Linked DNA regions of Mus musculus: all the other regions are linked to region 4. The links are chromatin contacts, called in public Hi-C and HiChIP or PLAC-seq maps. All regions are on one chromosome and are shown on one strand. Each heading gives the region's core, a stretch centred on a gene start, on an enhancer-like site or on the middle of the called end of the contact. The rest is flanking DNA. Distances are from core to core; before and after follow the strand shown.

The links. HiChIP or PLAC-seq counts read pairs in DNA pulled down with a chosen protein or histone mark. A called contact is a pair of places that touch in the nucleus more often than the background predicts.
Region 1: an H3K27ac HiChIP or PLAC-seq map of embryonic fibroblasts shows a contact between it and region 4, with 9 times the contacts expected there. The contact joins two enhancer-like sites. A contact is called at or near these places in 2 of 15 datasets of contacts at CTCF or cohesin (both in the NIH/3T3 cell line), 11 of 484 Hi-C or Micro-C datasets (the C2C12 cell line, Sertoli cells, adipose-derived mesenchymal stem cells and 5 more) and 3 of 115 datasets of contacts at active chromatin or transcription factors (the NIH/3T3 cell line, embryonic fibroblasts and vascular smooth muscle cells).
Region 2: a contact with region 4 is called in a CTCF HiChIP or PLAC-seq map of the NIH/3T3 cell line, with 9 read pairs. The contact joins two enhancer-like sites. A contact is called at or near these places in 2 of 15 datasets of contacts at CTCF or cohesin (both in the NIH/3T3 cell line), 14 of 484 Hi-C or Micro-C datasets (the HL-1 cell line, adipose-derived mesenchymal stem cells, cortical neurons and 5 more) and 4 of 115 datasets of contacts at active chromatin or transcription factors (the NIH/3T3 cell line, embryonic fibroblasts, fibro-adipogenic progenitors and 1 more).
Region 3: a contact with region 4 is called in a Hi-C map of uterus. The contact joins two enhancer-like sites. A contact is called at or near these places in 1 of 15 datasets of contacts at CTCF or cohesin (the NIH/3T3 cell line), 8 of 484 Hi-C or Micro-C datasets (beige adipocytes, embryonic fibroblasts, nephron progenitors and 1 more) and 2 of 115 datasets of contacts at active chromatin or transcription factors (the NIH/3T3 cell line and embryonic fibroblasts).

What each region holds. Positions count from the first base shown.
Region 1 is chr2:117,957,782-117,961,554 of GRCm38.p6, reverse strand. The region is part of intron 8 of Gm13986 (predicted gene 13986); the gene reads left to right. Among named protein-coding and RNA genes, the nearest start is that of Gm25308, 120 kb to the left of the region's middle. Within about 2 kb of position 2,179, at least 30 of the 459 cell types and tissues checked have an H3K27ac peak or open chromatin away from gene starts, as enhancers often do. A contact at or near this core is called in the C2C12 cell line, the NIH/3T3 cell line, embryonic fibroblasts and 1 more, where this site is marked.
Region 2 is chr2:118,038,255-118,042,462 of GRCm38.p6, reverse strand. The region is part of intron 4 of Gm13986 (predicted gene 13986); the gene reads left to right. Among named protein-coding and RNA genes, the nearest start is that of Gm25308, 38 kb to the left of the region's middle. Within about 2 kb of position 2,837, at least 52 of the 459 cell types and tissues checked have an H3K27ac peak or open chromatin away from gene starts, as enhancers often do. A contact at or near this core is called in the NIH/3T3 cell line and uterus, where this site is marked.
Region 3 is chr2:118,005,592-118,009,554 of GRCm38.p6, reverse strand. All of the region lies in intron 8 of Gm13986 (predicted gene 13986), which reads left to right. Among named protein-coding and RNA genes, the nearest start is that of Gm25308, 70 kb to the left of the region's middle. Within about 2 kb of position 1,399, at least 120 of the 459 cell types and tissues checked have an H3K27ac peak or open chromatin away from gene starts, as enhancers often do. A contact at or near this core is called in uterus, where this site is marked.
Region 4 is chr2:117,541,082-117,544,923 of GRCm38.p6, reverse strand. No RefSeq gene overlaps it. Among named protein-coding and RNA genes, the nearest start is that of Gm32137, 100 kb to the right of the region's middle. Within about 2 kb of position 2,428, at least 38 of the 459 cell types and tissues checked have an H3K27ac peak or open chromatin away from gene starts, as enhancers often do. A contact at or near this core is called in the C2C12 cell line, the NIH/3T3 cell line, embryonic fibroblasts and 2 more, where this site is marked.

The DNA of each region.
Region 1 (3,773 bases), core at 930-3,429, 420 kb before region 4:
CCAAAGAGTTACATTATATTTCTATGTTCTTTTTTTGTATTGCTAGGATAAATATATACTGCCTGATCATAGTTTTCCTTTCTTTCTTTCTTTCTTTCTTTCTTTCTTTCTTTCTTTCTTTCTTTCTTTCTTTCTTTTCTTTCTTTCTTTCTTCCTTTCTTCCTTTCTTCCTTTCTTCCTTTCTTCCTTTCTTCCTTTCTTCCTTTCTTCCTTTCTTCCTTTCTTCCTTTCTTCCTTTCTTCCTTTCTTCCTTTCTCTCTCTCTCTCTCTCTCTCTCTCTCTCTCTCTCTCTCTCTCTCCATAGTCAGGTTTAAGTTCTTTAGGTTTTGTTTAGGGCATTTCCCAGGGCTAGCTAAGCATGAGTTTTTCTTTCCTTGTACTATCTTGCTCTGTGGTGACAATGAAATATTACTTATTTTGAAAACTACGTGTGTGTGTGTGTGTGTGTGTGTGTGTGTAATCCCTCTTTCCTATTGTCCAAAATATTTGTTTAAGGTGGGGGCCACTTGCTTCTTAATGTTTGCCAGACTTCTCTAAAATAGTATAGACCCCAAACTTCTTTTCTTCTGCACATTTTACTCAATTCAAACATGCATCTGAAGAGATGGTGGGCAAGCCTAACCTTTTAACATTGCAATATGATCTTGTCATCTACAAAGGTGATGGGTCACACTCACCACTATCCTGGAACCTATAGTTCTGCCTGGTAAACTGTTATAACCAGTCCTCTTTGGCCAACATATAAAGCAAGAAACATGAAACATGCTCAGTAGCACAGAAACCCCTGCCATGCCCTATCCCCCTGACTCCTGTCCAATGAGATTTAAAGATCAGAGTGGTATTAGCGTCTAACATGCCTTGTTAGTTTTATTTAAAACTTTATGCAAGTAAAATTCCATAGAAAAATGAATCAATTTGGAGAATTTGTACATTCCTTTAAGAGAGAGAGAGAGAGAGAGAGAGAGAGAGAGAGAGAGAGAGAGAGAAAGCTGAGCTTGTGCATGCTAAGCTTTTGAAACTTCAAAGCCTTCTTCCAATGACACATCTCTTCCAACATGACCACAGCTCCTAATTCTTCCTGAACAGTTATTCTCTCTGGAAACTGCACATTTGACTCTATGAGCCCATGGGTCCTTTCTCATCCACACCACCACACTCCATCCTAGTGTACAGAATGATGCTCACAGCCTAATTTACAGATGCTGATGAAGGAAACACCAGATTATGTTCTACCTTGTTCTATAATTTCACTCTCATGTGGTTTTTGTTTTCTCTCATGGACTACTTTTCCTTTATTATTTTTCTAATAATGATTTTGAGAAATATTTAAAATATCTTTCCAAGAAACTATATTTTTTATTGTGTGTTGTACTTTTTTACACATCTATTTTACCGTATTTTAAAAAGTAGAAATGTGAACTCCTTCAGTCATTCGTCACATTTTGTGTAATATTTTGGTTATTTTCCTGCTGTTACTTATTATTGTTGTTGAACATTATAGCCCTGAGAACGAAAGTCTTACTTGATTTATTTTGTTGTTCCCAAAGTAACAGGCTTATATAAGCTACATTAAATGTGGTATTGGCAGCTAGTAGACCTTTGTCCTGTCCCCCATGACCTGGAAGTGCTAGAAGCAGCAGCATGAGTTTAAGCACTGAAGGCGTGAGTATAGTCTATTGAAGAAGAGGGAAAGCCTCTCCAACTTTCAGCTTCTCCTTCTGTCTCCTGTTGGACCAATTCCTAAGCAGAAGTGAACTGCAGGAACAAGATATTTTTTCTAGATCCTGACAGAATTATACAAAAATGTGTTTTCCACAGATTGCTCCACACTTCACATTCTTTTCAGAGGACTATTAAAAATTGTTTGTAATTTCTAGACCACAAAAATGCTAATGCAGATAAATAACATGATCAGGGAAGTCACTGAAAGATAGATGGCACACATGGAGAGAAATTCTCTCTAGTTTCCACCTCCCTCACCACATAGCAGCACTATGGTCATATAAATTCCAGCCATGTGTTCTTTCCAATTTTTCCATATTTAATCAATTAAAGGGTGAAACCTCAAGGTCTATATAACATTTGATCCAAATATGGAAAGTTATTAAAGTCAGGAAAGGGAAACCCACATTCTCACATCATCTAAAACTGACTATGCCACTCAAAAATTGGGGTACCTAACAGTCTCACCCTATGATTCAGACACAGGTTAGGCTTAACACAAATACCAGCCATAGAGTGCTGTTCTGGCTATTTTTTTGTCAACTTGGCAAAAATGAGTCATCTAGCAAGAGGCAACTTTAATTGAGGATTGCATCTATGAGGTTGACCTGTGGATATGTCTGTGGGGCATTTTGTTGATTGATAATTGATGTGGGAGGGTCCAACCCCAGAGAGGTTACTCTATCTAAGGAAGGTAGTTGAGCAAGCCATGGAAGAGGAACCAATAATCTGTGTTTCTCTGTGGTTTCTGCGTCAGTTCCTGCCTCCAGGTTCTTTCCTTGAGTTCCTGTCCTGACTTCTATCAATGGTAAAGTGTCACCTGGAAATGTAAGCTAAAATAAACACTTTTGTCCCCGAGCTCCTTTTGGTCACGATTTTGGGCATATTGCGAAACAGCAACAAAGACACAAACTATTGCAACTGCCATATTTTCTGTTCCTTTCCAAATGTGACAGAACAATAAAATGCTCAAACTACAGTAATTGAAAAAAGTATTCTCTAAGCCTCAAAAGACTTTCTGCAGCTTAAAGATAAATGCTTGACATAAATGAGATACAAGGTAAGATAGTCATTAAGACTGAGCCTGATAGTGATATTTCTGTGTAATCCTGTTTTCTCCCGATCCATTGGAAAGTGTGCATGAGGTCCTTGGCACACACAGCTCGGTACTGCACCCACCACATTGCATTTTCTACACCCAGGTCTCTTCTATTCCTGCAAGATTGGAGCATACTAGCTGAGATCAGCTCATCGAATATGGACCTTTCTTCCTTGGCTCCATGTTAACTTCTTGCCCCCTCCACCCCCTGTCTTTCTGTTTGAATGTTTCCTTCTCTTATTCCCTGTCCTTTGCCCCAGGTGTTTGGTGTTGGTATAGTGTGAGATTTTTTATAGTTCATCATAAACCATTTCACTGGGTGCCATTCTGGAATGAATTCCGAACTGTTGTCTCTGTATATTGCACATACTCTACTCTATTTCTCTAGGTCCATGTCTCTAATTGCTAACTTAAACTACTAGCAGGGCATCTGATAGCTTACTTTCATCCATTGGGCAAGGCAAAAGTCATAGTTTCCCTATTTTTACTTTTTTCAATCCCTTTGAAATCCTTTCAATCCCTCCAACCTTCACTTTGGAGGAGTCTTTAATTTCTCCTCACCATCAATATCTAAATGTGTGACAGCATCCAGGCGATTATACAGGCAATACTGTCCTTGGTTATGACTCTGCCCATTGCCTTGAGATTGATAAAAATTGAGCTTATCTCTTTTTTTTTGAGACTATTATGTTTTTCTTTATACTTCCCAGTGAAATTAATAATTTCACATTCTTTATTTTTCATTTCCATTTCAGAGGCTTTATCATTGAAAAATAGAATTAACATAACTTAGAAATGAATGCAAATCTCCTCTCATAAAGTGTAAGGTTAAAGTTGGGTTCTTAATTATCTGTGAAATTTGCTATTAAATTTTAATAACTATATTTTAGAGTGAAAGCACAGATGGAGATAGTCTGCCTAGTTCAAACCCGGTTGGTTTCTCTACTGAGGA
Region 2 (4,208 bases), core at 1,588-4,087, 500 kb before region 4:
ACCCACCCACATGGAAGGAATAGCATGATTCTTATGGAAACACGCCAAACACCTATTCCTTGTGAAGACTCAGTTGATGGTATAGAGTTCCCCTTTTCTTCCTTATTTATTTATTTAACATTCCAATCATAGCCTCTCCCTACTCTCCTCCCAGTTGCACCCTTGAAAACTCCTTCCCCCATTACCTTTTCCCCTTCTCTTCAGAGAAGGGGAAGCCCCACCACAGACACCAACCCTCCCTGGCACATCAAGTTCCAACAGGATTAAGCACATCCCATCCCACTGAGACAAGACAAGACATCCCAGCCAGGATAAAGGATCCAAGGGCAGGCAACAGAGTTAGATACAACCTTTGTTCCAATTGTTAGGAGACCCACATGAAGTTGTGCATTGGCTACAAATGTGTAGGGGGTCTAGGTCCAGCTCATACATGCTCTTTGGTTGGTGGTTTAGTCTTTGTAAGTCCCCATCAGCCCAGGTTAGTTGACTCCGTAGGTCTTCTTGTAGTGTCCTTGACCCTGCCCCCCTCAGGCTCCCTCACTTCTAGCCCACACTCTTCTACAAGACTCCCCGAGCTCCACCCGAAGTTTGGTTGTGGGTCTCTGCATTTATTTCCATCAGCTGCTGGATGAAACCTCTCAGAAGACAGTTATGCTAGGATTCTGTTTGCAAGCACAGCAGAGTATCATTAATAGTGTCAAGAGTTGGCCCTCTTCATGGGATAGATATTAAGTTGGGCTAATTATTGGTTGGCCATTCCCTCAGTCTCTGCTCCATCTTTATCCCTGCACATCTTGTAGGCAGGACAAATTTTGGGTCAAAGGTTTTATGGTTGGATTGGTGTCCCCCTCCCTCAACTGGAAGTCCTGCCTGGCTACAGGAGGTGGCCACTTCAATCTCTATGTCTCTAGCTGCTAGGGTCACCCATTAGAGTGGAGCCTTATTTTACAAATTAGAAGGCAAATAATTAATGTTCAGAATCATTCATCAATTAGCCTTGAGTCTCACAACTAGTTAAGTTCAAGGCTGAGGTCAGAAGTCAGGTGTCCTGGTTTTCTGAGCGATGACTCCCTAGATGTTCCTCTCCTTCCGGCTTTCACTTTTACATTTCTCAGCAAGCCAGGAAATATACCTGAAAGTGGGGAAAAAGAGACAGAAAATAAAGCCCCGTTTTGCTTGGAAAGCCCCCCCCCCAAGAACAACCATTTATATGAGCAGAGTTAAATTGATGTGAGATGCAGTGAACTTCCTTGTTAGAGACTCTTGTTAAATACTTTCAATTGTTCCTGCTGGAAGACACATTGTTTTCTTGGAAGTGTAAGCCAGGAAGATCTACCTGTCAGTCGGTGTCAATGGCAGGTGAGGAGCTTGCCTGATAGAAATTCTAGTGAAGGAGAATGATGAGGTGTCTCAGTGGGTAATGATGCTTGCCACCAAACTCGATGACCCAAGTGTGAGTCTCAAGGTCCACATGGCAGATTGTGAGAACTGATTCCTGCAGGTTGATCTCTGACTCTCATTCCTGAAATACAAGGGACACCCAACACATGGACAGCCTCATCCCCTTTCATTTTGTCGAAATAAAAAGTCATAGTGAAAAAAAAATACCAAGATAATCTAGTACTATTGTATCAAAACCTGTTAGAATTGAACTCCTGATTCTTATTATTTCTAATAATTATTGGTGTCCATGAATGTCTACCATAGTAGGATGTGCACAGGGGAAACTTGACCAGAGAGAGACCCTGCCCTGCAAGGTAGAAATTTGAACTGCACCATCTGTATCATCCCTTCCTGTCACAAGAGATCCTGACCTTAACTGAGATCAAAGACTGAGTGAAGATTTCTAAGATAAAGCCAGAAACACTGTGGTTTGGGTTAATAGAATGGTGGGAGACCAACAAGGGATCACTGAAGAGAAGTCCTTTAGTGAGTTTCCACAAAGAGTTTGCATTCTCCATCATCTCAGAATCACTGGGATTCTTGTGGAACTTGGCACGCCCCTCCTGAGGATCTTAACACCCACCGGTGACTTACCTCAGGGGGAAGTTTGGAATCGGCTCCTTGTGACAGCTCTATTACTCTTGTAGCTGAGAATGAAAGCCATTGAAATAACAACAGCTGAGACAAATATCTGCATAATCTGCAGAGAGTAATCAATATTTGTAAGGGAAGTAACTTGGCAAGAGTGTGAACGTTCCTTTTCTGAAGTGTGTTTAACCTTGCAGGACCTTTTCCCTAGATTCTTAACCACGGTTTAATGCATATTCTCGGGTCAGTCTTCTTGGAGGTATCTAAGTCCCTTTTATCCTCCTAGAGTTTTGGTGTAATGACAGGAGGCCTGATGAAGCAAGGCAAAGAAATGGCTGGTTCTGTTCCCTGGAGCCCTCTCCATTGTGGGCATGTACTGTCTGATTAGCTCACTGGAGGCGCAGCTGCGAGCAGGCCTCATCTGCATGCCCCAAGGCAGAGGAGAAGGCTTCCTGTGAACTTCAGAACACATGTTGGCGTGGAAGGGACTTCTCATTCATTTAGAATTCCTTTGCTCCCAAATAAATGGCTGTAAATGGAGAGGAAGGGATATGATGTGTGACTAATTTCCCAGGAGGACCTAAATATCTCCACTTTGACCCCAGTGTCTTGCCTCCCCCATGTCCCCACTGAAAGGCTCATAGCAGCTTTATTACAAGGTAGGTGTTTGTGAGCCAGCTCAGGATGGGGACTAAGCACACCGCCCAGCAGGGGCGTTCTTTCCATGATGCTCAGGCCGTAGGATCTCTGTGATCTAAGCGAACAGGCAGTATGCACTGGGTTGATTCAGCCAAGGAAGTAACTTAGTGTGGCCTTATAAGGCCGTGGTTCCGGCGGAAGCAAGACTGTCTCTCTTCCATCTGAAGGCAGGCCTCTGAGCATTCCCAGATGACATCTGTGCTTTTTCCATCACACAGTTGGCCTCCTTGGCTCCTTGCGCCGCTTTGGTTGTGCAATTGGGACTTGGCAGGTTCTTTGGGCTGTGGAATCTGTACATTTTCAGCTCTGACATCTCAAAAATAGTCACTGAATCATCTTTATCAGCGTGGTTTATCGTAAAGCAGAAACTTTCTCCTCCACATCTTTCTTTTTACTATCTAGAACTAGAAACGTGATGATTTATGACGTAAGGAGGTTGCACGGAAAGAGGGCTGTCTTCAGGACTGGAGTAGGCCAGGTTCTACTCCAGGCTGCCCTCTTTCCTGTTGCAGGAACTTGAGCTTTATTTAGGGCCTCAGTTTAATCTTCTGTCAGGTGTAGAAAATAGTTGCTGAGCTAATGGAGAGATTAGATCCAATGTAAGCTAAGTGCTAGATAAATGTCTGGGCTCAGTACATTTTGTGTGAAAGAAGGCGTGGTTGAGCAAGCAGTGGTGATGTTTACACTGTAGAAATGAGGCTGGTGATGTAAATTGTGAGGTAAATCATATAAGCAATCACTTTAGCCCTCCACAAATCATACATGCACACAGACACACCACTTCTGTACACATACATATGCACATAGACTTTGGAAACCTAGACTTTTCTTTTGATGAGTAACTTGCTTCTGAGGCCAAGATTACACGTCTGTGAGTTAGGCCTCAGCCCTCTGTGTTTGTAGCTGTCTGGGAATGTCTGTGCTGGGTTCTCCTGATAGCTGTAGAGAGCAACCTGAGGCTTTCTCTTTGCAGGCATCAGGGGTGAGCAGGTATAATCTGAAGTCCTCGCTTCTAACTTTCACTGATGGCTGAGGTCTGACGCTAGGAGTTGGTCAGTGTTCTAGCTTTTGACGTATGAGAGGGTTTTTTTCCTCAGTCTTGGAGAATTATCCTATCACGGCAGCATCTGTGTTGTTCCCAACAGGGTTTATGACTGACTTTCTTTGGCACAGTGAAATAAGCCACGATCCTTTCCTCCACAAAGTCTCCCTGACATGATATTGGCCATTAGCTTTCTAATACACTTAGTCAAAGAGTTAGTGTCTAATAATTATAAAATACAAACAAATCAACGTAATGAAACAAAACAAAAGGCTGCTTGAGACAAACTTGTAAATTTGCCTCTTAAATTCTTTAGTCAGTAGATTTTTGAACCTCTCTATTGCAGCACCAAGTGGGAAAGACATGAAGGTTTCCAAGTTTGTATGTACGGAAAGGTCCACACTTTACTTCAGAAACATCAGCCAGCCGATGGTAA
Region 3 (3,963 bases), core at 150-2,649, 470 kb before region 4:
TGGAGCAAGGCGATGGAGAAGCTCTGCTTACTGGCTGGCTCATCTTGCTTTCTTATACAACTCAGGGCCTCTTGCCCATGGGCGGTTCCATTTGCAGGGGGTGGGCCTTCCATATCAATCATTAAGGAATGCTCTAGACTTGCCTACAGGCTGTTCTGATGGAGGTGTTTTATCAGCGGAGGTTTCTTCTCTCCAGGTGACTCTTGCTTGTATCAAGTTCATAAAAACCTACCCCACGGAGACTCCTGATTTATTTGAATGTCATTATCATTTGAAAGGAAGTTGCTTTGATTTTGCATTCCTCTGGTCTTGAATCCCAAGTGCTTTGGTATTTGTATCAATAATAATAATATTTGAAATATGTGAGCACTTTAGTGAGCTATTTTCTTAGAAGTTATCTCACCAGTTGACAAATAGAAGCACTTTCTACTGCTAAAGGAGTCTCAGAGTGGCCCCTTCATACCAACACTCGCTGATAGACTGGCCAGGAAGGGCAGAAGCTTGGCTTACAGGTAGTCTGGAAATATTTTGTGGGAAAAATAAGTGAGTTAAGAAAACAAAGTCAAATTAGAATGACCTTTCTTCCTTTCTTTCTCTCTCTCTCCCTCCTTCCCTCCTTCCCTCTTTCCTTTCCTTCCCTTCTGATCTGGTTTTTTATTTTTAGTATTCTAGTAGCTGTGCGAGAGATACAGAGGGTAGAAAAGGTTTCAAAGATTGGTGTATTTCCACAGTAGAGATTTTAGTGCACCTTCCAAAGTGGTGCTTCTCCCTACCCATTTAAAAAAATATTCCCCACAGGCCGGAAATGATTGGGCATTCATCTTTGCTTTTTCTCATATTTGGAAAATCCTGACAGAAAGGAGGTACACCCATTGAGGATTTAGCAAAACCAGAGAAACTGTATCCTAATATTGGAGGAATCATGGATCTCTCTCTCTCTGTGTCTCTCTCTCTGTCTCTCTCTCTCTGTCTCTCTCTGTCTCTGTCTCTGTCTCTGTCTCTCTCTCTCTGTCTCTCTCTCTCTCTCTCTCTCTCTCTCTCTCTCACACACACACACACACACACACACACACACACACACACACACACACACGGTCTGAAGTTTCTTCAGAGTACTGTCACCAAGGACCAGGCTCACTTCAGACCTGTGGCAAACAGCCTGTGTGGACACATGATAACCCCTCTGCAAACAGGGCAGGCTTTGAAAGGGAACACAGCAAATACTGGGGTGCTTTCTATCCTGCCTTCACTTTCTTAAGCCATATATGGTAGAGGGACAGAAGGAGTGGCTTCCACTCTTTAAACAAAAGGCATTCTTTGATGTAGGAGACTGTACGGAACTCTTTGCAGCCTGTGGTGGGAGGGAGTTGAGGAAAGGGGAAGAAAAGTTCATAGCGGAAGCTGCAGGCTTTAGGGCAAGCTGACATGTGACCTTCAGAGCTTGCCAAATCCACGTGAGACACAAACTGCCTTTGGACGGCTTCTCAATGACCCCTCTGTGGCCCAGAGTCCCAGACTCTGGTGGTATGCTCTCTGATGTGATCCGGCAGTTGAGCGTACCCAGCAGGGTCCTGCCCTCTGCATGTGGGAGACTGACCAGCAGCATGGATCCTGTGGGGACCTGGGAGATGGAAGTGTACATACAGATATCCCTGCTTTGTTGTCTCGGTCATACCTAATTCCCTTCAAAACATTTACCCACCCCAACTGGCTTTTTACCGCAAAGCTGGAGGGTAGTGTTTGTAAACTTCAGCTCCTTCTGATACTTCTCAACACATGACTGTGTCTTGAAGACCCCTCAGCCCTGAACCGGCTGTTGTTTTCTCTGACCCAAAGTCATGTTTATTTAACCCTCTTACATTGCTGGAAATGTTGCCAAGCTATGGTTTTGGTTTGATTTTTTATGTTTTCATTCTCCCACGGACACAAGTAAGATGAGTTTTAAAGACTGTTTATGGTTATTGTCCAGTCAGACAGTCTACTGTTTAGGCTCTAACCTAAGACTGTTGTGTTTGAGTTCCCAGCAAGAATGAGAGTGTTGACACTTTGGGGGATTTAAGATTTATTTATTTGTTTGTTTTTGATACAAGGTATCATTCTGTAGCCCAGGTTGGCTTGGAACTCACTGAATAGCTTGGTATGCCCCTAATCTCGTAAACTCCACCTGCGTCAGTCCCCTGAGTACTAGGATTATAGGTGCGAGCCAAGATCAGGGTTCTGACATTTTAAGGTCACTCTCATCTTTCTTGGAGTTTGGCATACAGTTTAGAAGACTTCCCAGCCCTTCTTGATTTCTTCCCCTGGCCCCAGAAAATTTCAGGGTCAAAACCAGAGCCTTAGAAACTGGAAAGACACAAAATTAAATCCTCGCTTATATTCTAGGTGTGAATTTGGAAACTCAACTTGGTTTGTTTAAATTGAAGTTTCTTCCTAAAGAGATGCACATAAAACCTGCTTTTGGCTTTTTTAAAAGAGTTGATGTGTTAATTTCTCCTAAATGGCTGAGTTTGTGTTTAGTGATAGTGTGGAAGGAATGAATTCTTCTTCACTCTTCCCCAACATCATCCCTCCCCATGCCTGTCCCTCACCCTCCGGTTGTATTGACATAAAGTCACGGTTCTCTAGTGGAACAGACCCAAAAGAAATACATGTAATTAAAGGAGGATTTAGTAAGTTGGCTTACATGGTCAGGCCGCTTAGACCTGCAAAGACTATCTGCAGGCTGGTGAGCCAGGAAAGCTGGTCGTTAGCTGTTTGATCTAAGAAGCTGTAACAAGAAAGACCGATGTTGTAGCCCCCAGCCAAGACTAAAGGCCTGAGAAAACCTGGAAAATTACTGGGTAGTGAAAAATCTGCATTTAATGGCTCAAGAATCTAAGTCTGTTATCCACTGGTGACAGCTGTGATTAATAGTGTGCTCACTTTTGTGTTCTACACTAGAGCAGTGGTTCTCAACCTTCCTAATGCTGCAACCCTTTAATTCAGTTCTTCATGTTTTGGTAATATCTAACCATTAAATTATTTCAGTTGCTGCTTTAAAACTGTGATTTTGCTACTGTTATGGATCATAATGTAAACATCTGTGTTTTCTGATAGTATTAGGTGACTCCTGTGACTGGGTTGTTCGACCACCAAATGGGTTGTGACCCAACCACTGCACTAGAGCCTTCCCTTTCTTTTCCTCTACTTATTCCATCTGGGTCCTCCAACTCTTAGATGGTGCTATCTGCATTTTTTCTCACTCATCTTTATGACCCACACCCCAATCTTCAGATATCCTCACAGACACACCTACCAGTAAATGTTATCTCTTTTCTAGGCATCTCTCAATGTAGTTTAACTGTCAACCAAAATTCATTGTCTCTATGCTCATGAAGGATTCAGTGAAGCTAACCTGGTAGCAAAAGGAAAGGCTGAGATGTGTTCCCTGGGGTTGCACACTCAACAGAGGCTTGGCAGAGACAACTCCTCAAGGATGTCCTGAGGGAAGGGAAGGGAAGGCAGACTCAGCTCTCCTGAGATTCTTATGCAACAGGCAACTTAAGCCTTCTTACATACTACTTCTCTCTAGGAATACTGAGATGAGTGGGTCAGGGCAACATGGCTTCCTGAGTATATAGAACACTGGACGCCAAGGCCTGTTCAGGTGGCATGGTAACCACTACAGATCATACACAGATCATCTTACTGAAGGTTATTGACACTCTGTCTCTCCCTCCACCTTCCATAATTAAAGGGCCAGGGAACTGATACCATTCACAATAGCCTCTATAGGCAGGAGGCCTAGTCCCAGGAGCTTTGCCTGTTCTATGAACAGTGGATGGGACTGTACTGGAAGATAGTCCCTGTCAAACAGGATTTGGTGGTTTTACATAGCACAGCATGGATAAAAAGACGAGTTGTGTTGAATAAGAAAAGAACCCTCTCATTATGGATGGATCCTCCTACCAGACTGCTGCAAAG
Region 4 (3,842 bases), core at 1,179-3,678:
TCAAGAGGGGCTGGCTGCCCGGAAGAGGAGTGAGTCAGGTACTCAGGTGATTTCATGTGAACCTTCTGCCCATCTTAGCTGGGAGGAAAAAGTTGGGCTGGAGGTTTTAGAAAGTAGGGGAAGAGAGGAAGGAGGAGGAGGAAGACAGAGGAAGATGAAGTGAGATGAAGATGGAACAGAACCACACAGCCCAGAGAAGCCGAGAGGAACGTGGATCCCAGCAAGCTGGGAAATAGAGTAGTGTAGTGGAGAATCTGCCCCATCTAGACCTTCAGGTTATAACTATTGTAACTGAATTTTGTGTTTGTGCAGGGGCATATTGGGGTTAGAGATTTACTACAACAAGTATCATTATACATAGTTACCTCTACTTCACGTTAAAAGGAACAGCATCATTGAGTGCTCTATTTATAATCTTATATCCACTCAGTGATAAACTTCACATTGGACCCTATGTTCTGCCTAGCCCAAAACATGTGCTCTTAGCAAAAGACAATCTTGGTTTGATTAAGAATTTTGCTTTTAAGACCTCTGGAACAGCCTTTGTCTTACGTAACTCTCCCACCCATAGTCCTTTTCTCCAAGGTTTAGACTACAACAGTCTTATCTCATCTATGAGTATTCCACAGAGCCTTCCTAATCTAGTACCTTCCAGGTAAGAAGAATAATGTCTCCATCCCAAAGATGCCCACGTTTTTATTCATAGACCCAGTGTGAATGGTATCTTTGCTGAATGGTAGTGAGAGGAGGGAATTAAAGAAAGTAGATAGAATTAAGATGGCTTATCAGATGATTTGGGTATGAAGAGATTAAAGAGCCAATACAATCACAGAGATTTCCAAAGTTGAGAGAATGAAACAAGAAAACCAGTCGATAGAAAACAGAGAACAGATGAAAAGGGTTCCCAAGTCACAGAACATAAGAAGCTTCTAGAAACTAGAAAAATAGAAGAAATATACTCCCACCAGACCACCCAGAATGAATGCTTGATTTTACTCCAGGGTAACCCACTTTGTCCCTCTGACCTCCAGAACCTTGAAAAGACAATTCAACTTTTTGTAAAGAAAGTACAAGACCTGATCCCTTTCTTCTGGCCTCAAACACCCTGTGTTGCCATGTTCCATGTTCCACTAAAGCTCTGGTTAGCTGGGATTTCCTATGGAACTGATATACCCTTGCTAGTTCCCCAATGATGCCACCCTCTGGTAAAAATCAAGAGCTGCCAGTGAGGTGCAGGCCCGCTGCTGGGCTCATGTTCCCTCCCAAGCACATACACAAATAGGAAGAGGACTTCCAGGGTATCATTTCGTAGCCAGCAAGTGTCTTGGGTTTCACTTCAGTGGTTAAGGATGTGTCACCCAGGCGCCTTAGCAAGGGGCACTTCCAACCTTCAATTAAAGAGCTGTCATTTGCTCTATATATTAACATCCAGAACAACAAACACACTGTGACATGGTCATTAGAGACAGCCATAATCCATGGCCCGCTGTGTATTGATGTCAAGCCTGCTGCGCTTGACAACTGAAATAATCCCAAAGAAAGCATGCGCTTTCAGAGCCAGCACTCCAGTGAGGATATCCACCCCTGGCTGCCTTCCATCGTCCCACCTCTATCTTGATTCAACCACAGAGTTTTAAATCCTTTATCTTTTTTACAGAAAGACAACCACTTCTCATACTGGGAACTGTACTACAGGTTTTCATTGGTGGGACCTAGTGGGAAATCTTTACTGCAGGCACATAATAAAATTTCACGTTGTTATGATCCTAATCCAAAGGATGTCATGATAGAATGGACCTTAGGACTGACTTGTAAACGCAACCAACTAAACAAGCAAAACAACCTAGAGGTCATGAAGCACATGGGAAATGGAGAAAAAAACTCTAGATAGACAGAAAGGCTAATGGAAAGTCTCTCCACCTCTCTGTGGAAAGTGAGCAGTTTTCTTTCCACTGAAGAGCCTGTGTTGGTCACATCCTGTCCATACATCACAGATGCAAGTCCCACGGATGCAGCCACCTGAGAGCAGGGGAGAAGATGCATATTATATGCACTGATAAATCACTTAGGAGGCATGATCCTGCACCATCCAAGGAATACAAGGATCTAAATGTTAACTAGGGAAGCAAGAAAAAGAAGTAAACCTCAGCGGCCCAGAGTACTCCGGGGCCCAGAAAACAAAAGCAAAACAAACAAAACTCATGAATGGGTTAAAAAGCAGAGCTTATCTCTTAATGGTGCTGCAGCAACTGTCCAGTGGGCCACTGCGGGGATCTCAATGGGAAGTATCCCTGAGAGGGAATCTGTTGTTGGTACATAATATACAGCATCCTTCCTGGTTATTACTTGATAGGCATGGGCTACCCTCATGCATCCTCATCCAGAGGCTGCCTCCGGGCTGAGTCACAAGGCTCTGGCCTGTTGGCCTGTTGCATGTCAGCAGAGCCAGCTCCCTTGAATGACTCACAGGGACACTTGATGGTCCTAGCATCCTGCAGCAGCAGTCTTCCTCAGAAGGAAGCTAGAGAACACACAGGCTCGCCGACCTCTAAATATGTGTGCATCTTTAGAGGAGTCACTGTTCTTTTACATTATTCTGCCTCTGTTTTTACTAATAAGGTGTTATTTTTATGTGTGTGAGAATATATGTGCTTGTTTAGGTGGGGGTGCACACGTGTTGGTGGGTGCACATGAATGTGTGTGCAATACTTACTGAACTTAGGAGACAGTCTTTAAGAAACAACATCCTTAGGACATCCTTAACAATTCCTATCCCCCTTTTTTTTTGACAGCATCTCTCATTGGCACACACACACACACACACACACACACGGGGGGGGGGGGGGAAGAGAGAGAGAGAGAGAGAGAGAGAGAGAGAGAGATCCAATAAGGTCTTCAAAGTAACTCTGAAAGAATTGCATTCCCATTCTTTTCTCTGAACACAGACACAGAAGATGTTCTTCAAATGGCTATGTTCTGCAAATGCAAATACCCTGTTGGGAAGGTTGTATTTACAAACAGCCAAACACACTGTCTTGTTTTATTCCAATGAGCTCCAATGAACAGAGGAGATGAATATGTGAGGCAAATTGATAGAGACTTTCAGGTTTTCTGGAGAACTTAATAGATTTTTACAGACCTAGCATGGGTCTCTAATATCCTCAAGAAATCGCAGCCCTTTTCAAACTTTTCTTTCTCCTTTGTCGTGATCAGAATTTTCTATGTATTGTCGCCACCTGCTGGGAAATCGTAGGATCGGCTTCTGGTGGCATGTAAGGAGGACACCTAGCCAGCACAGGGAGGTGTGAGAGATGAGATTGTCAAATTCATGCATGGCTTTCATTCCAGAAGGAGTCACTCACCTGGCCTTGGCACTCAGGAGTCTGAGCTTTAATAGTCTTCTGGATTCAGAGCTAAAGTCTACATTCCCGCTGGTAAATCATCTGAGTGTTGAATCACCTCCTCTCTGAAATATTTTCCTTCTGTGTGATCTCAGTGATACTTCTGTTTAGGCTAATTTTCTACTGATGTGTTTTGATCAGGAATGGAAACTAACTACTTCCAGTACTCTGGGGGAAAGCCCTCTGCATGTTTGCAGACTGGTTCACAAGTGTGCCTAGTTTCTCTACAAATGTCTTCAGTTTTGTTTTTCTTTTTCTTTAAATTGACTTTGGCCCATTTTCAAAAAGGTACTCTCCATTTCTATATATCATTCCTAAATACTTCCAACACCTCTGTCTCTTTCCATACTGGGAGAACATGACACCCCATCAAGGAATCTTGCTAAAGGCAAATACAATGGAGCCATTGTCATGTGGACCCCTCTCAGATCATCATTCCCT